2 separate regions of the Sus scrofa genome follow, and region 1 is linked to region 2. Evidence: chromatin contacts called from public HiChIP or PLAC-seq data. All regions are on one chromosome and are shown on one strand. Each heading gives the region's core, a stretch centred on a gene start, on an enhancer-like site or on the middle of the called end of the contact. The rest is flanking DNA. Distances are from core to core; before and after follow the strand shown.

Region 1 (6,583 bases), core at 1,162-3,661, 110 kb after region 2:
TTTGTTTCGGCTGAGCCATGATGGGAATTTCTAAAGGAATGTCTTATTAGCTAAATGAAAGATATTAACTCTTGATTAATTCACAGAAATAGAATTGTTCATATTTGATTGCAGTTTGAATCCCTATAGCGCTTACATCCTCTTAACCTGCTGTGCTGTTGTTTCCCTTATTCCTTGAGTTAACATTTACCAACCATGCTTTGATTTGTGCTCTCGGCTCTGTGTTTACAATAAGGACCTGCCATTGCTCTAGTTTTGGGAGGGCCCCAATGTGGGGTTGACTTCAGTCACACAAGCAGATCATTATAAGCCAGTGTGGGCTGGACAGTGATGCTTTATGAAGGATGCTAGGTCAGCACACTGGCTGTTTCATTCTCATTAACCTTATCACTCTTAGGGCATTTTAAGTTCTCCAGGTTTGGGACAATGTTCTTCTTCCCTCCAGATAGCATAGAATAGTGCCAGGAACACAGTCAGCATTGACTAAATTCTACTGAAAAATTTACCTACATCTATGTTTCTGAAACTACACATTTGAGCCTTGTGATCAGGGGAACATACCGCTAATTCTCTCGTCTTGTTTCCCTTTGTTTGTTGAAGAGGAATCTCTAGCCATAAACCAGGTGATGTGTACAGTGTGGTACAACGGCATCAAGTTTGAGAGGAACAAAATACCATTGCGGCCACCTGCCAAAATGTCCCTTTGTGACCATCAAAGCTAGACACTGTCATGCGAGGCCTGTTTCACATCTGGAATCAATTCCTTTTGCAGTGTGTGTGTGTGTTTTCTATACCAGGCAAGTTCTAGATTTAGGAAAGTTGGAAGAAGAAATTTTTTGTTATCTCATCAGGAAAAATTACTTCACAGTGAAGAGGTCCTTTGCTCCAGCGGTGGGTCAGCTGAAACGTTCAGGAATGGTCTGCAAATCTGCTTATTGACTTTAATGACTTTTGCAGTGAGGTCACGAGATGGTATTCTTCAGCCCCCAACAGAAACCACCCTCTAAAGTGAGACCTTGCAAAACCCCCATCTGACCAACAGAGCCCACGTGATTTTCATTTCATGTATGGGGAGCAATTTATTATGTCAAATCACAAGTTTTTCTTTGGATCCAACGCCAGATAAAAATGTCAACATTAAAGTGGTAGCCAGTAAAAGAAAATTCTAATATTACATTGTGTACAATAAAGCTCCTTTGACAAAAATGAAAGGATTTAAAATTGTTCCTTATTGATATTTCTAAAAAACTATAACCTGCAGGCTTCAGTATATAGAGATATATTTACATACACAGTCACACCAACAAAACTCACCTGACCCCAAATTGGATTTATGTGTATACAAATAATTGCTTACATATTGTGCCTAAAGGCTTATACTTATGTGAGCAGAAGTGGGTCCTTGGGGATTGTACTGAGCAGGGAAATTCTAAGTGGATGGTTTTGGTCCTTGCAGCTGAGATAGGAATTTCCTGTATTTTAAAACTGACTTGGTTAAAAGGAATAAAACTTATTCTACCTTTCCAGTTTGGAGAGAACAGGGTCTTTAATGATACATTTACTCTTTGGATTAGTGTTCCATGGAAGGAATAGTTAATAATAAATGGAAATGGAGGTAGAACCTTAGGAGTTTATTCCGTGGAACAAATCATTTAGGATCTCTCCTTTCTGGGGCTGATATAATTTCACCAATTCTTTTTTTGTTTGTTTGTTTGTCTTTGTTTTACCTTGCAGACTTGGCTCTAGTTACTATATTTCTTTCTTTTTTTTCTTTCTAAAGTCAAAGTTAGTGGGCTTAAACCACATTATCACTGTTTTTGTTTTTTTCTCTTTTTTCAAAAACTCACATTTTCATTAGATCAACACTATTAACCATAACCAATTTAGGGGCAATAAAGTACTTGACTTTGACATGTACTATCTTACAGCAACCTCACAATCAGCTTGCAGGGAAAGTAGAGGAGGTAGCGATATCTTGGCCTGGCATGTGAGAAGACCAAGGCTTAGAGACTCAGTGAATTGCCTAAGGTCTCACTCCATGGACAGAGAATTGCTCAGACTCAGTCCTCAGTCTCATGTTTCAGATGCTCTTTCCACCACACCTCACTGCATTTACTCGGCACCCGGCATGCAGACGTGTGGTGGACACAGTTATATGTGGAGCACTCAAGGGAACTTACTTCAAGGCAACAGGATAATCAGTCAAGACTGACCCAAATAGACATGGCTCTCTACTCCAGTGAGCAGCAGGTTAGAACGTGGGCAGGGAGCCCAGAAAGTGTCTCCTTGCAGGCAGACAGACAGGAATCTCTGGAGACTGGCCAGGAGCCCAGAAGGTCTCCTACAGGGTCAAGAGGGCTGCCAGGAGGAATCTGTAATGCTTCCATTTTAGGTTTAAAGGACATCATAGTCACAGCAGGCATATCTCATGCCCTACGCGATGCTGACACAAATGCACACATATCGGCCTCTGTGTTGATAGATGGTATCTTGCTGGGAAGAGTGAATCCACACGCAGTTTTCTAGTTTTAACTTTCAGTCAAACTAATCAACATAAACCAGTCAGCAGCGTATGTGGGATGACAGATACTTCCAGATCTTTGCTGATTGCACTAGCCGGGTAATTAATTTGGGCATAAGTCATGGTTGGGCTGCTCTGCCGCTGCATGTTCAGATTTTTCCCACGGCTGACTGTGGCAGAGGCTGCTAATTGCCTACCCAACATCCATTCTCCCCTCCTTCCCTCATAGAACACTGGTTTTATAGAGGACAGACAGGGTACAATTAAAACACTATTTTCCACACTTTGCCTTGCAGCTAGGAATGGCTCTATGAGAATGTTTTGGTCAATGAAAGATTACAAAAGTATTCTGTGGGACTTTTGGGACATTTCCTTAAAGGTAAGTGGCTTGACCTGCCTTCTTGCTGCCTGGAATGTGAGTGTGATGGCTGGAGCTCAGAGGCTATCTTGTAAGCCTGGTGACAAGTGCAACATCCTAGGAATTAAGGGATAAGGACCATAAGGAGCTGAAGCCACTGAGAATGCTGTGGAGATGCCATGAAAGTCCTGGACTGTTGACTTCCAGTCTGATTTTATGTATGAGGGATACAAGCTTTTATCTTGTTTAAGCAATGATTATTTGGATGTGTTGTTATATTGCAGTGGGACCTTATGCCAAGTGACACATGTAGAGATCTAAACAGTGGTAAAAATGGAGATGAAAAAAAATTTAAAAAATACAAAGGGAGGAGAAGGGCTGTGAGATGGTCTAATAGCAAAACCAAACACCAGAAGCAAATTGCATAGTTGGATAATATTCAACTTTGCTGTTTTTTCAGTTCTTCCTATTTGCTCTCTTTGCCCTGTGATTTAAACACTAGAGTCCTGATGGTAAAAATTCTACAGAGAGAATAAAGTGTCAAATTACTGGCTTCTAAAGTTTATGTAGACTTTTAAGAGTCTTTAGAAGGGACTATACCATAATATGCATTTTAAATTATCTTTTTTTTTTTTTAATTATGGAGAACTTACAACCTAAAATAGGCAGAGTAGCATAGTAACCTCCCGTCTCATCACCCCATCTCAACAACTACCAGTCCCCAGTTAATCTTGTCCCTCCCATACCTCCACCCACCACTCCCTTCTCATTACTTTCTATGTCAACTTTAAATTTTGGTATAATTTTAGGTTTAGAGAAAGTTACAAAGATAGCACAGAGAATCTCTACATACCTTTACCTAGTTTCTCTGTTGTTAAGATCTATAATTATCTGTTACATTTGTCAGCTATTTAATTAGGTGTTTCTGGGATCCTGAGAAGTGAGGTCAAATCCCAAGGGTGAGTCCGTGTGTGGGTGTGTTTGCAAGTATAAATTTGGGGGACTCTGAGAGCTGCAGACTTTGTGCTCACTCTCTGGTAGCTTCAGGACACTTTCACCTCTTCTAAGCCTCAAGATCTGTCTGGTCCTGGAACAGCTGGTATTGGCATGATAGTGTAGTGTTGACCAAGGCAGGGAGGGCTGAGGACAACCCATCTCATCCAATGGCCCCAGAGTGGTGCAGAGGAGGTGCATGTAAATTTCTGGGCCCCTGAAAGGACTGGACTGTGGGGATGGAGGAGGCCTTATGGTTGGATAAGAACAGTAGAGGACAGTGGAGAGCAATGGATACCTTGTGTCCATGTGGGCAATGAACAAGCAAGCAGAGGCTACTGGGACCAGAGAAACATGGGAACCAGACATTGGAAATTAGATTATCCTGGCCCTGGGCAGAAAGGGAGAGGAGACAGGGAGAGCCAAACCCTGCATTTGACTGGCTATTACCAGAAGTGATTCTTTTCTTTTTCTCTGAAACCTGAAGAAATTTAGCTCAAGAACTTGCATTTTTATAGCAGCAGAAAAACTACATCTTCCAAATTCAAAGTTACATTCTAGTAAGCTGATTTGAGATAAATGGACACGAAGTAGTTCAGATTACTACACACCCAAGACTGTCATTTTAAGTCTCTCTATAAATGTACAAGTGGTGCAATGTTTGAAGGGAAAGGAGTCAAGTTGACTGCTTGATCCAGTAAGTAGGAAAAGAATGGGAGGACTTAAAGGCTACAGTGGGTGGAACAGGAGGGCTTCTGTTTAGGGGTGTGGCTGTTTGGCCTCTCAGAAGTTTTCATGAAATATACTACAATGTCATGAGGCTTGAACTTTGACAGTGAGGTACAAACAGGCTGAAAAAGCCCTGTTCTTCTTTCTGTTCTTGCTGGGGTTAAAAAGTTCTCAACTGGCATTCTGAGGCTTCACTTCCAAACCAGGCCTCTGCAAATCCTGCAAGTGAATATTAGGAGGGATGTCATTTCACCCTGCAATGTGTGTTGGAAGCAAGTGATTTATTTATTTATTTTTAAAATGATTTTTATGTTTTCCATTATAGTTGATTTACAGTGTTCTGTCGATATCTACTGTATACCACAGTGACCCAGTCACACATATATATACATTCGTTTTCTCACATTATCCTCCATCATGTTCCATCGTAAGTGAGTAGATATAGTTCCCTTGCTATACAGCAGGATTTATTTTTAACTGTTTGCTATTCACTGAATGTTTGTGCCCTCTCAAAATTCATATGTTGAAACCTAATCTCCAAAGTGATGGTATTTGGAAGTGGAGCCTTTGGTAAATGATTAGGTCAGAAAGGTGGAGGCCTCCTGCGTGGGATTAGTGACCTTATAAAAGAGACCTCAGAGGGCTCCTTGCCCCTTCTGCCATTTAAGGACAATGTAAGTAGGTCCTCAGAAAGCGCTAAATCTTCCAGAGTCTTGATTTTGGACTTCTCAGCCTCCTGAACAGTGAGAAATAAAAGTTTGTTGCTTAAGCGACCAGTCTGTGGCATTTTTGTTATAGCAGCTTGAATGGACAAAGACACTTATGTGCCACATTCGTGTATGTGGATTATGTTTTATTTTTCCGGGGTCTATCTCTTCGTCTGTTGAGTGAAGGGAATTTGGTCTAAATTCTGAACAGGCTGTATCATGGATGCGTAAGTCTCAGGTACTTGCCTCCTCTACAGCTGCCATATTGATTATACAGATTGCTATCGCTTACATCACATTACATTTATTAACAGCAAGCCTTTCCCGCAAGTAATTAGACAGCTATTGCTTTATCTGCTTAGCATTCACTCTTTCCTGTTGAGAACTTCTTTTTCCCTTCACGCTAACCACGGAGATCTCATTGGATTTGCCACTCTAGCTCCTTGACTATCTGGCCAAGAGAACAGTCACATGGCCCAGGCCAATCAATGAGAGTATTTCCTTGAGATTACCTGAAATTTTGTTTTTTATTCACAACTGGGGGAAGTACATTTTTCTTTGGCAGTGGAACTAGAAAGATGTATGATAATGGTAGTCAGAGTTTCAACCTCAAGGAAAAACCTGGTGTGCAGAGAATCACAGAAAAGAGAAAGCTAGAGAATCCTGGTTCCTCTGAGTTCTAGTTCCTCTTAATTTCAGGCCTTAAACCACCATCTTTCCTGTGATCGGGGTGTGCCAGACAAGCAAGACTTCTTACGGCATCAGCTGGATATAACGTACTTTTGTGTGTAACCAAAGAGCACCAGTTAAACTAGTTCATGGAATTCAAGTCAAAGTCAGTCACACATGGGCTGAAAACAGGGGAGGCATGTGAAGTGGCTTATGATAAATTCCTGGCTAATAGAAGTGCTCCTTATTGAATGGCAGATTACAGGCCCTGCTTTCATTTGGGAAAAATAAATTTTGGATAAATGAAAAAGGTGTGCCAATTGAGCTCAGGTTCTTTCCACAAACATGTGAACAATTGTTCTGTTTTTTCCATGAAGCACAACTGTGTATCCCAACCCTATGGCTTAGAAAGACTGTAACAGATGACATTTTTTTTAAATGTGTTCTTTTAATAATCTCCAAGTCTTAAAGTAATCCATGCATGTCTCTTCTGGGCAACTATAAGGGTACTGATTTGTAAGGGTACCATCAGAATCATCATGAACCTTTTTTAAAAGAAAAAAATTTTGGTATGGGGGAATCTGAAAATCCCATAGTAAGTACAAA
Region 2 (6,663 bases), core at 2,524-5,023:
TTTTAATAATATTTTGTCTTTAAGCAAATCTAATTTCTCTCATAATTAATACATTGATTCAGAGAACATTAGTCATTAAGGGCAAATAAGTTACACTAGCTTATCTAATCCTCTCTCAATGTCTGGTTCTAGTGGTACTGTTTTTAGTATCATATTTTTTTCTCAGCTAAGTTCTTTAGCTATCTTATCATGCGATTTGCCTAGCAAGCCTAGGAAGTAATTAGAATAGGGGAAACTGTTATTACTGATGAGAAAATGAAAGTCCGAAGAGGTTAAGGAGCATACCAAAGGTCAATATGGCAAAAGCACCAGTAATCCTGAAATGCTCACCTCCCTTTTCTGTGATTTCCATGAACAATGAGGGGTGTGGCAATAAGGCTATGGGGCAACCAGTGACTTCAAAAGACACTGTGATTCATCTTTACAGTCTCAACCTGCTGCTTCCTGTTCTCCATATTCACTTAAGAATCCCTGTGCAAATGCAGGAAATCCCTGATCTGCAAACACCCAGCTGAGAATGACCCAGCCATCCAAACACCTGCCTTCTGGCTGTCTCTCTACTGTCAGCTGATTAACCATGGGGAAAAGAGTGGGGAGGGGATAATGCAAACTTCAAGAGACTCTGTTTAGAATCGAAATTAAAAAAAAAAAAAAAAAAGGTGGGAGGGAGGATACACTTTAAAAGAGTGAAGAAAGGGCAGGTGACCTCCAGAGTCATTCAATCATTCACTCAGCCACCATGGGTTGGGCAGGAAAGATGCCACAGGAAAGAGTTGGAGAAATTCATGAATGCCTTCTCGTCCTTGAGTTTGAAGCACTGGATTAAGCGTTAGGAATTACAGATCCAAGATCTGTCTACCAACAACTCTAAGCAAAGAATGAATGCGAAGAATGGTCTTCAAATAGTACAAAGCAAATGAGAACGCAGAGGCTGGAGGCTTATTTCTGGCTGAGGTAGCCAGGGAAAGCTTTGTGTCCAGTGATGGGGCCTTGATGGATGAGCTGGACTCTGTAAAAGCCCAGTTTTCAGAAGTTAAGCTAATGCGTTGTTATTCCCCTGATTCTAATTTTGAACTCACAAGGTTTTCCTGGGGATATTTTAGGATTCTAGTCACTTTCATAAAATGTAAAAATAGGTAAAGCTATGGCTGTAATGTAAGGCAAATTCATACTAGTATGTCTTAGGCCCATGTGAATGTCAGGTATAAATTATCCCTCGTCTTTCCAGCTATTCCCCAAAGTAAATATTATAATAAAATTTTACAGATAGGGGAAACTGAGGCCCAGAAATGTTCCATCATCAGCCATCACCAGAAAGTGGGAAACTAATGGCAGTTATTTTCAAGCCAAGTACCAAACACATGAAGGGTGCGTAAAGTCCTAAGATGTGCAGATAATCCAGCCCTACTGGTTCCTTAGCTGGGTACAATGTACCAAATCTTCCACAAGAATATTTTGAGATGGTGAGCTGCCAGCAGTGTACTGGACCCCTTTTAAGCTTTTGTGTGCGATGCAAACCCTTCCAAAATACAGGTACTTTTCCAAAAGACAATGTCCCTTTCATTCTGGCTAAGTGTGGTTTCCCCTCCCTCTCTGTTCAATGGTGGGGGGGGGAGGGGCACCCGTCTCAAGGCCAGGATTTAGTTGAAGTTAAAATAAGGAGGGGAAAGGGCCTATGTCAATGTGGAGGCTGATCCTACTTGGCCCAGGGAAAAGTAAGCCATTCTTTTTTTTTTTTTTTTTTTAATTTTACACTGCCAACTCAGGGGCACCTAAAGCCTCAGTGTATTAGCTGTTCAGACTTTTGATTCCGAAAGCTTACTTCTTCTTAAAGGCTGCCCCCTGGACTGGCTGTGCTGCTTTAAATTCGGGTCTCTAAGAAATTGGTGTGAGCAACTTTCTTTGAGCCTTCAAAGTAAAGCCAAATGCTCTGTCCTCAGCAGGAAAGTGACTTTAATTAATTCTGGACGACCTTTCCATTGAAAAGCAAAACACTGCCCTGAGGCTTTTTAGAAAGGTTAGGTTGTACCTTTTCCCTCTTATGGTGAGGAGGTAGGTATGAGTGTTTCTCATACAAGCCTCTGCCTCCTGCGTTCCTGTAGAATGCACGCTCTTTAATCCAGGAAAAACAAAATAAAACAAACCAATGGGCAAAGAGGCCCTGTTTGTAGCCAATTAACTTCTCAATTCTAGCAAGAACTAAAGCACAGCATAAAATCTTCCATCACAATAAAATATGACTAAAGACCTCATCAATTCTCATTTAGCAAATGCTTTGTACTGGACCATCTTTTTCTCATACTTAGGAATTCCATTATTTCTTATTTCAGTGAACATGTTCGGGGAAAAAAAAAATTAAGTGGAATGGGATTAGGTTTGCCATTTGTCATTTACTCAGAACAGAATTCCGGTCTGACATGCAGGCAACTCATACCCAGAGCTTAATGCTTTTAGTAATTATAAGGATCATGTAGAGTATGTTGATTGGTGGGGGGAAAAAATCTTTATTAACTGCTCAGAAATAGTTAATTCTTCATTAGTCAGAGCACTGCACTAGAGGCTGCTGCCTGTGAACCATGGATTAGAGTTTATGATAGTAATAACCTCCCTGAAAAAACATTTGTTACTATACTTAATGACCAGATTTTAGTGCATTAACCTTCCTCAGGAGGTCAACTAACAAAATGGATGTTAACTGCTTGTAACAACCAATTCCTCTGAAATTAATATTTAGATGCCTTTGGTGTCAAAAAAAAACCTTCCTTCCCTATCAGGGCATTAAAAACACTTCTAAATTATTAATAGCAGGCAGGATTCAATGCCTCAAAGATTTCCATGCCAACGCTCTTTATCCTCAGCCTCTTCCTATTTTCTCGAACAGAGTTCTCTTCGGCAGGAACAAGGAAGGCATTCAGGGAAATTAGGTCTCAGAAATGCATGTGGGTCAACAATGTACTGCAGTTTGGAAAAGGTCATCCTTTAAGTTCAACAGAAATAAACATTACAGGAGTGTGAAAGGCGATGCTGAGAGCACACTGGGAACCCAACGGGGACAGACACCCCGCCAGGCCTGGGCTCCAGAGCTACAGCCCTCTCACCACCTGTCAGGAACTCCTTAACGACACGTTTTTTTTTTTTTTTTTGCATCCCTTCTGCGACTGACCTCCTGGCTCATCTCTCCAGCCCCTCCCTCTGCCTTCAAATTGGAAACAAACCACACTTATGTCAAAACAACTTCTCAACTATTTCCTTCCCGAGCAATCCCAGAATATAAAACATGTTCTGAAAAGCTGCACCATTCCCTGGAGAAATTTTATGATTTGGTTACTGCAGAGTGTGCTGCTCCTTGGCTGGGGTAGCCTGAAGTCCTTGCCAAACAATGAAGCAATGCTATTATTAGCCTTCCTATTCAATGGCCACAAAACAGCCCCTGTTTCTATTTTCAGACTGTGCTCTTCTGGCTCAAGAAGGCCAACACTGCACCCGTAGGGCAAAGGAGCCATCCATTGCCAAAACCTGCAGAGCAGTGGGAAGGGGAAAGGTTTTCCTGGTGGCATTTTTCGGCAGAGGTAAAATCCAGATGGGGAGCCAAATCGCCGCCTGCGAGTCTCAGCAGAGGTTTTCCTACTGGGTCTGGGAGGGCACCCCTGGGATCTCAGCAATGAAGCTGCTGTGTTTACTACTTTTCTCAAATTGCCTGGATGCAGTCACTGACTCAGTCGTTTAGATCAGCCCAGTGCAGGCGCAAAACGCTAAATCAGTAACACACAGAGCTGACGTGAATGGTTCAAGTGACGATGTCAAAGGCTTGGGCAGTTGCCTCTCGGCATGGTCAGTTACAGCCCAGCAGCAGTGTTCCAGAGGAGCCAGGCAATGTGGGGCATTTGATTTTTTTTTTTTTTAATGAGCTATAATGGACAGAACATTATATTAGTGTCAGGTGTACAACATCATGATTCGATATATATTATGAAATGATCACAGTAAGTCTAGTTAATATCCATCCTTGTACAGGGTTACCATTTTTTTGTGTATGATGAAAACTTTTACGATTGATTCTTTTAGCAACTCCTTTTACTCGTTTGCTTAACCTCCACCCCTGCCCCTGGCAACCACTAATCTGTTCTTTGTACCAATGAGCTTTTTTTTTTTTTTTTAAAGATGCCACATATAAGTGTGATTATACAGTATTTGTCTGACTTATTTCACCTAGTGTAATGCTCTCAAGGTCATTCCATAGCTTCACAAATGATATTATTTTATTCTTTTTTATGGCTGAATTACATACATATGTGTGTATATGTATACACATATATATGATATATGTATGTATGTGTATGTTTGTATCTATGTATCTCATATTTTTTTATCCATTCATCCATCAATGGATACTTAGGCTGTTTCCATGTCACACATATTGGAAATAATGCTGCAGTTAACATGGGTGTGCATTTATCTTTTCCAGTTAATGTTTTCATTTATCTTTGGATAAATACCCAGAAGCAGAATTGCTGGGTTATATGGTAATTCCATTTTTAGTTTTTTGAGGCACCTCCATACTGTTTTCCACAGTGGCTGCACCAATTTTCATTCCCACCCACAGTACACAAGGATTCCCTTTTCTCTACATCCTTGCCAACACTTGTTATTTCACAGCCATTCTAACAGCGTGAGGTGATATCTCATTGTGGTTTTGATTTGTACTTCCCTGATGATTAGTGATGCTGAGCATCTTTTCATATACTATGTCTTCTTTGGAAAAATATCTCTTCAGTTTCCTGGCCCCTATTTTAATTGGTTGGTTTTGTTCTTGCTGCTGTTGAACTGTATCAGCTCTTTACATATTTTAGCTATTAGCCCCTTATCCAATATACAATTTGCAAGTACTTTCTTCTAGTCCATAGGTTGTCTTCTCATTTCATTGATGGTTTTCTTTGCTGTGCAGATGTTTTTTGGTTTTGGTATCTGCCGGGTTGTTTATTTCTGATTTTGGAGTCAGAGCCAAAAAATCATCCCCAAGACTGATATCGAGGAGCTGACCGCCCATGTTTTCTTCTAGAAGTTTATGGTTTTAGGTCTTTTGTTCAAGTCTTTAATCCATTTTGAGTTAGTTCTTGTGTATGGTCTAAGAGAGTGGTACAGTTTCATTCTTTTGCATGTGGCTGCCCAGTTTTCCCAACACAATGTATTGAAGAAAATGTCCTTTATCCATTGTATATTCTTGACTCCTTTGTTATAGATTAATTGACCATATAGGCATGACTCCCTCCCCCCCCCCCCGGGGTTCTCTGTTCTGTTCCATTAATCTAGATATCTATTTTTGTGCCAAAATCATACTATTTTGATTACTATAGCCTTGTAATATAATTTGAAATCAGTGAGTGTAATGCCTCCGGCCATCTTTCTCAAGATCATTTTGGTTATATGGGCTTTTTTGTGGTTCCCTATACCTTTCAGGAATGTTTGCTCTATTTCTGTGAAAGAGGCCATTGACATCTTGCACTGAATCTGTGGATTGCTCTGGGTGGCATGGACGGGGGTCATTCTTATTTTTTTCTGATGGATACTTTCGTAATATTGGAAATTTAGTGCAGACAGGGGTCCATTAGAATTTGGTGCCTCTCTTCATTTGAAAACACAATTTGCTATATGACTTTTCAGCTAGGACAAGTTGTGTATAACAGTGATTTTAATTTAATAGCCAGATCCTTCATTGCTTTGGGAATACAAATCAAAAGGTTGTATTCTAATTCAAAGGTTAGAAAGGTTGCCATGTCATTGCATATATATGGTTCCTCTTTCCTACTGTAGTTGCTTTTCACTTTGTCTGTACTGTCTTGGGAAAGTATTCGCAAACAGTAAATAAGCAATTCTTTCATTTAAACCATGACCACGTTTGCAGATTCAACAGCTAAAATCTCAGGTGATGGTATCGCTCTCTCTGCTAAGGCTTGGTGTTTTATTTTTGCATTTAAAAATGCAAATTAAACAATGACACTTTTTATGAATTCAATGAAAAAGAATGTTGTCTTGGTTTTTAAACTCTCCTTTGCTAAACATTTAAAAAAAAAAGAGGCATTTTGAAAAAGATCTCTTTCCAAATATAAAACTGAAATATGAACTGTTGACAACCCCCCTCACCCCGCCTTCTTCCACGGAAATATCAGTGAGCGGCTGCAGGGAGCTGGCTTTTAGACACAGTGTTCTGAATGGTAGGCATGATTAAAATACAGTTATTGTCTTGGTCTACTTTATCTCTACACTGATAAGGTTTCGGAAAGCTATTTAATTGTCCTGTGAATCATTAACTTCATTATGTTTACAGAGAATATGTTATCTTGCCTGCTTCTTGGGAACCGTGGATCCTTCATCAGTGACCTGGAATGGTTGCTAAGTGTGAAGCAGGTAATGTACCTGTGCGATTTATTAGTGCCAGGTAGAGTTTTAAATCAGCATGTTGATTGTAGTGCTGTTCACTTAATGAACTTCCATGCACTGCTTCCTGAAAACCCTTTTATGGTTTCTGTTGGCTCCATATGGCATTCTGATGAGCTTACACTTCTCCTTAAGTGCTTCTATATCAGAAAACAAGAGCAAAGCTAAAACAAAGTGAGTCATCTGGTTTTGTCTTTGCTTTCACTGCATGAGATAATGTGGAGGTGT

What was found. HiChIP or PLAC-seq counts read pairs in DNA pulled down with a chosen protein or histone mark.
Region 1: an H3K27ac HiChIP or PLAC-seq map of skeletal muscle shows a contact between it and region 2. The contact joins two enhancer-like sites. A contact is called at or near these places in 5 of 47 Hi-C or Micro-C datasets (fetal heart ventricle, heart right ventricle, psoas muscle and 1 more) and 1 of 2 datasets of contacts at active chromatin or transcription factors (skeletal muscle).

The regions. Positions count from the first base shown.
Region 1 is chr2:128,418,195-128,424,777 of Sscrofa11.1, forward strand. All of the region lies in intron 10 of LOC102158243 (a long non-coding RNA gene), which reads right to left. Among named protein-coding and RNA genes, the nearest start is that of ZNF608, 260 kb to the left of the region's middle. Within about 2 kb of position 2,412, at least 7 of the 83 cell types and tissues checked have an H3K27ac peak or open chromatin away from gene starts, as enhancers often do. A contact at or near this core is called in skeletal muscle, where this site is marked.
Region 2 is chr2:128,305,343-128,312,005 of Sscrofa11.1, forward strand. LOC106509541 (a long non-coding RNA gene) reads left to right here and starts at 673. Exons shown (of 3, transcript XR_001307170.2): 1 at 673-3,569; 2 at 6,326-6,405. Within about 2 kb of position 3,774, at least 11 of the 83 cell types and tissues checked have an H3K27ac peak or open chromatin away from gene starts, as enhancers often do. A contact at or near this core is called in skeletal muscle, where this site is marked.